Regions from separate parts of the Pan paniscus genome. Here region 1 is linked to region 2. A link is a contact called in public Hi-C data. All regions are on one chromosome and are shown on one strand. The core of a region is the stretch at or near the end of the contact, and the rest is flanking DNA. Distances in the headings are between cores, read along the strand shown. Region 1 holds the start of TAC4 (tachykinin precursor 4). Region 2 holds the start of NXPH3 (neurexophilin 3).

Evidence for each region. A called contact is a pair of places that touch in the nucleus more often than the background predicts.
Region 1: a Hi-C map of induced pluripotent stem cells shows a contact between it and region 2, with 6 times the contacts expected there. The contact joins the promoter of TAC4 here to the promoter of NXPH3 in region 2. A contact is called at or near these places in 2 of 3 Hi-C or Micro-C datasets (fibroblasts and induced pluripotent stem cells).

What each region holds. Positions count from the first base shown.
Region 1 is chr19:66,034,161-66,036,860 of NHGRI_mPanPan1-v2.0_pri, reverse strand. TAC4 (tachykinin precursor 4) reads left to right here and starts at 1,437. Exons shown (of 2, transcript XM_063599247.1): 1 at 1,437-2,700.
Region 2 is chr19:65,759,242-65,761,941 of NHGRI_mPanPan1-v2.0_pri, reverse strand. It overlaps NXPH3 (neurexophilin 3), which reads right to left and starts at 1,364. Exons shown (of 2, transcript XM_003818046.6): 1 at 894-1,364. The coding sequence starts at 947.

The sequences.
Region 1 (2,700 bases), core at 188-2,687, 270 kb before region 2:
GTCATGACCCCCCACCGAGCCCTCTCCCTTTCGCCTCGCCTCCCAGCCCCACGCCCCACTCCCTCGGGTTCGCGCTCCTCAGTCAAGATGAAAGAGCCCGCGAGCAGCAGATAGGTCTAGGTTCGAATCCCGCCTCTGCCCCTTAATGGCTGGAGGCCTTCTCCCAGCGCCGGCCTGTAAAATGGGCCCATCACGCACCGACTTTGGCTGGAGGAGGCGTTCAGGAAATGTCAGCTTCCTGCCCGCATCCGCCCTCATCTCACGTTTCCCTCTGCTTCCCCCCTCCTTTTAGTTTTGTTTTAAATCCCTCCCTCCTGCGCCCTTTCTCTTCTCGGCTCCGCAATCTTAGCCAAACCGCAGCGTTTAGCAATCCTGCGCCCACCCGGCGCCCTGGGAGCCTCGCCGCGGCCGCGACCCGCCCCCGGCCCGGCTCCCGCGGGGGCGCCACCGCCGAGACATACCCCGCCGGGGGTCGCACGCCGCCCCCAGCCCGGCTCACCTGGGGGTCGCACCCCGACTTGCGCACGGCCCTGCCCCAGCCCACCCCGGATCGGCCGGGTCCCTCCTCTGGCGGCAGCGCCGCAGCCCACCCGCCCCCGGGGCCGCGGGGACCGGGCGGAGCTGGACGCACCGGCCAGGGCCGTGCCCGGGTGGCCGAGGGCACCGGGAGGGGCGGCGGGCTCGGCCGCCAGGACTGCCAGCGCCAGCCTGACCGCAGCCCGAGGGCGACGCTGCAAATAGCCGCGGTTTCCAGCCTGTGCCCTGCCTCCCTCCCAGCCTTCCGGACCTTTTGGGTTTTCTCTGCCTTCTTCCCGTCGCCCTCTCCTTTCTGCCCCGTGCCCCCCGCCTCGTCCCTGCTGTGCGCCCACCACATCCTGCCTCATGCAGGACGGCTCTGGCGCTGACGAGGTCGGGATCATGCAGGATGGCTCTGGCACTGGCGAGGTCGGGAGACTGAGAGGGGGCCAGGAGACCAGCGCTCCTTAGAAGGAATAAAATCATCCTCCTCCTCATCATCACAGCAATTAAGTTAGGGTTAACTGAGCGCGTGCTGTGTGTCAGGGACTCTGCTGAACGCTTTACCGGCAGGAATTCATGAAATCTTTACTACACACTAGGAGGGTCAGCGTCAATTTGCAGATGGAGAAAACTAAGGCTCAGACACTCAGTAGAGACTAAGGTCACCCCATCTGCATCGGGAGAATGGAAGGCTATCTCCCCTGTCTAGAGGCCCAGGCTGTGATTCTGCCTGAAACCCTGTGGGTAAGACCCCACTGGAAGGTGGGAAAGAGCTGGCTGGGGGGTCCAAGCCAGTCGGCCAATGAATTCTCAGTGTATCCTACAGCAAGCCCGGCCTGCCTCAGTTTCCACACCTGTGAAACCAAGAGGATGAAAGGCAACATTTTGTTTCCTCTAAGGAAGAACCTGTTAATGACAATGGAAAACCCCAAATGGAGTGTGAGGCTTTAGGTGTCCTGCGCTTGGGGGAGCTCAGTGGGAGGCTGGGGGACTGCCTCCCTGCAGAGTTGGGAGCAACCCACAAGCCAGGACTGGCTGCCTGGGAATTAGGTTAAGCTGGGGAAGCTGCATTTTAGCAAATTTGGGGATTCTGAAGCCTTCCAGTTTAGAACCCACCAAAAAGATTCCCGAAATTGGGTGGGGGGAGGGGGTAGTCCTCCCTCAAACACTCCATACTTACCCTTAATCATCTCTGACTTGGCTGGCCTGGATTCAGGGTGAGTGCAGGTTTCTTAAGGACCTACCGTATGCCACGCACACATCTGTCACAGCCCTACTCTCAGAGAGCTCATGGCAAAGTCAACAACCACATGGCTGACTAGCAGAGATGCCCTCAGCCCAGCTGTCCCTTTTGGGAGAACTGGAGCCAAGCTGCTTCTTCCAGGGGTGAACACCCCGAGCTAGGCTGCACAGATCAGTGAGCAGAGCTGGGGATGCGTTTCACCTCCACTGGCCCCCTCCGCAGCCAGCCTTGTGCAGGACACAACCTGCACAACTTCACATAAAGGCCCGTGGGATGCCATAGAGATCCAAGTGGCAGATGTTGGCAAAAGGAGCCAATTACTTCTTGCTAGAGACAGGAATAGAGAGAGAAGAATTCTATGGAAGAGGCGAGTATTAAGCTGGATCTTTAAGAATGAATGGGAATTCACCAGGCGGAAAGGGAGGTCCAGCAGAGGCAACAGCCTGTCCTGGAACAGGGGTAGGGGTGGACTGGGAAGGAGCACGTGCCTTTCCCTTGCTCCCACCGCTACGCTGTCACATGTCAAACCAAACGTAGCTTATCTGCCAACCAGAGGTCTCCATGCCTGAACTGTGATATGCTACAGGATCAATGTCTTACTCATCTTCTACTACCCACTGCCTCACCCAATGCCGATAACAGTAACAGTAATAATGGTCAAGCCAGGTGCGGTGGCACATGCCTGTAATCCCAGCACTTTGGGAGGCCGAGGCAGGCAGATCACCTGAGGTTGGCAGTTGAAGACCAGCCTGACCAACATGATGAAACCCTGTCTCTACTAAAATACAGAAATTAACCAGATGTGGTGGTGGGCGCCTGTAATCCCAACTACTCAGGGGCTGAGGCAGGAGGATTGCTTGAACCCAGGAGGCAGAGGCTGCAGTGAGCTGAGATCGCGCCACTGCACTCCAGCCTGGGCAACAGAGCCAGACTCCGTC
Region 2 (2,700 bases), core at 115-2,614:
GCAGACCTGTAGGTACTTGCTCCTGGGGGTCACGGCTGAGTGGCTGGAGGGTAAAGGTGGGGCCGTGAGAAGGGAAGGGCTCTTCCCACAGTGGCATGGGGCGGTGGCAAGGGGCTTGTTGATTAAAGGGGCAGGTCCAGATGTGGGGCTGAGGCTTCACGACAGTATTGCGGGGAGGGTCAGCGGGTGCTCGGTCGGAGGGGAGTTAAGCCACGGGCTGGGTTCGGGGAGGGGATCCCCGGCGCCCTGGGTCGCCGAGAAGCCGCGAAGCCGGCGCACGGGGAGCGGGCTCTGGGCGCTCCGCTCAGCTGCCGCGAGTGCCTGGGGCGGGAGCCGCCTGCCCAAGTCCTGTGGGGCTCCGGCTGCGCGCAGCCGGGAGAGCAGAGGAAAACAACAGGCGGGGAGGGAGGGAGCGGGAGGGAAGGCGGGAGGGGAGGGACGCGGGGGCCGCCCCCCGCCTGGACCGACTCTGTGCTCTGGGGGACCCAGAACCCGGGGCTCTCTGAGTCCCAGAGGTCAGGGGAAAAGCCTGCAGGTCACCAGCTCCACGACCCGCGCCCCACTCGCCCCCCGCTTCAGCGGTCCTGAGGCTCTGGGAAGGGGTCGGGTAACCCTGGCGACCCGGCTCGAGGCCTTTTTCCGAGCGCTGGTCGCACCTCCAGCCACCCGCTGCGGAGTGGGTGGGCCAGCCAAGCACCCTCTCCCCGCCCCTATTAACCCTATCTGTCCAGTCTCCGGCCTCGGACCCGCCCTCTCCCCCAGCCTCCAGTCTTCCCCGCCATCCCCGGGATGTCGGGGGAAGGGAGAAAGTTTCAGGGCTCGCAAGCTTCCCGCGCTCTCCCCCGATCCTCCGGGCCCCCGCCCCTCTGCGCAGCTCCCCTCGGACCACTCACCAGATAGAGGCTACCCTGCACCAGGAACACGAAGCAGCAGCGAGTCAGTTGCATCTTCCTCCTCCGCTCTCGTCCCCTCGCTCTCCCCTTCTCTTTTCGGGGTCCCAGGCCTCCTTCCCCTTCCTGCTCCTTCAGGCGCGCCGTCCCATGCTCCAGTCCCCGGCGGCCCGCGGCCCTCCCCTCAGCGGGTCGCCCAGGGCCGACCCCGCCCCCTTCGGTCCAGCTGTGCAGCCGCCGCCCCCCTCCCCTGGTCCAGCTGCGCGCGGCACGGCCCCCGCTCGAGGTCCCAGATGTGCGCCCCGAGCGCCTCGAAGGGCCCCAGCTGCGCCGTGGCTCTGCTGCTCCAGATCTGCGCTCGGCGCCCCCCTCGGCTCCAGCGGCGCCGCTCTCGCCCAGATGTGCTGGGGACCTGCGCGCGCGCCCGTCCTTGGTGCTAATTCCCCAGACCAGGCTGCTCCACCCGCCCCGTCGCGGCGCGCCCCCTGGCGGACGCCCCCAGCCGCGCGGAGCCCCGGCCGCCCGCTCCCCGCGCTGCGCCCCGCCAGACTAGAGCGCTCCTGGCGCCCAGGCGGCTCCCGCTTCCTCGTCCCTCCCACCGGCGGCGGCGGCGGCGGCGGCAGGTACAGTGAGCCCAGCCGGTACCTCCGGAGTTAACTCCTCCCCTGCCGGCCCGCAGCCCGGGGACCTAGGACGCCGGCTCTCCATCCAGGAGAGGACGGCACGCGGGGGCGGAGTAGCTCTTGGAGAGGAAGGGAGAGGGTGGTGTCCAGGGGATACGGACCCTACCGTTTCCACCTCTTTTGCAGGGCGCCCGTTCCCCGGGAGCGGGCAGCAAGAATCGGCTGCCCTGCCCCCAACTCAGGAGTCCTGGAATTAAGAAAGATCCTTTTTTTAAAAAACCCATTCTAAGAGCCAAAACCTGTGCTGAGGGAAGTCCTTCTGGGTGTCTAGCCTGCACTCCTTTTGTTATGATGTCTGCTCCTTCCCTCTTCTACTTTACTTGGAGGGGCTGAGATAATCCCTGGACCTTCTCGGTCCAGCCACTGTGACAGGAAGTATTTGGCTGGGCCCCTGGGCTGAAAAGGCTGTTAGGGGCCAGGCTAGATTCTGGGGCCGGGGGCAGGTCCTGAGAAGCTGGAGAGTGAGGGGAGCAAGGCCTTCCTGGAGCCTGTCCCTTCATTATTCACTACTTACCCTCTCTATGCCACAGGGGTCACCAGGCCGAGAGTGGCTCCTGTCCCAGTGGGGTCCCTGCAAACCTCCAGGGCAAGGAGGAAGAACACGACCCTGATCTGAGATTCCCAAAGATGGGGGCCCATCCTCCATCACCCCCACTCCATATCTTCAGGTCTCCCTCCTGGAATTCCAGGGTCCCTTTAGTCTGTAGAAAAATGAAAGGTCAAGTCCTGGCACCCCTTGGAGGCTATGAAGGTGAGGAGGCACCCCATCATTTGAAGTGGTCCCAGCTTGGGCTGGGCCCAAGGAGCACAGTGGGTGGGCACTCTGCTCTGTGGCCCTCCAAGGCCCAGCTCGGTCCCATGGCTGCAACCCCGGCACGCACCCAGCCTCCTCCCCCACCATCTGCCAGGCGGGTGCACGGAGAATGCAGATGAATCTTAATATCAGCCTGGGCCAAGTGCGATGAGGGAGACAGATTCTGCAAAACCCAGACAGCATCACAGAGCCCCCTGCATTTCCAGGCACCCTGGGCCATACCAAGATGCAACAGCTCTTTCTTGGTGTTGGTGGGGGGTGGGGTGGGTGGTGGCATGCATGTCTAGTCAAAGACCCCCCAAAGCCGGGGAGG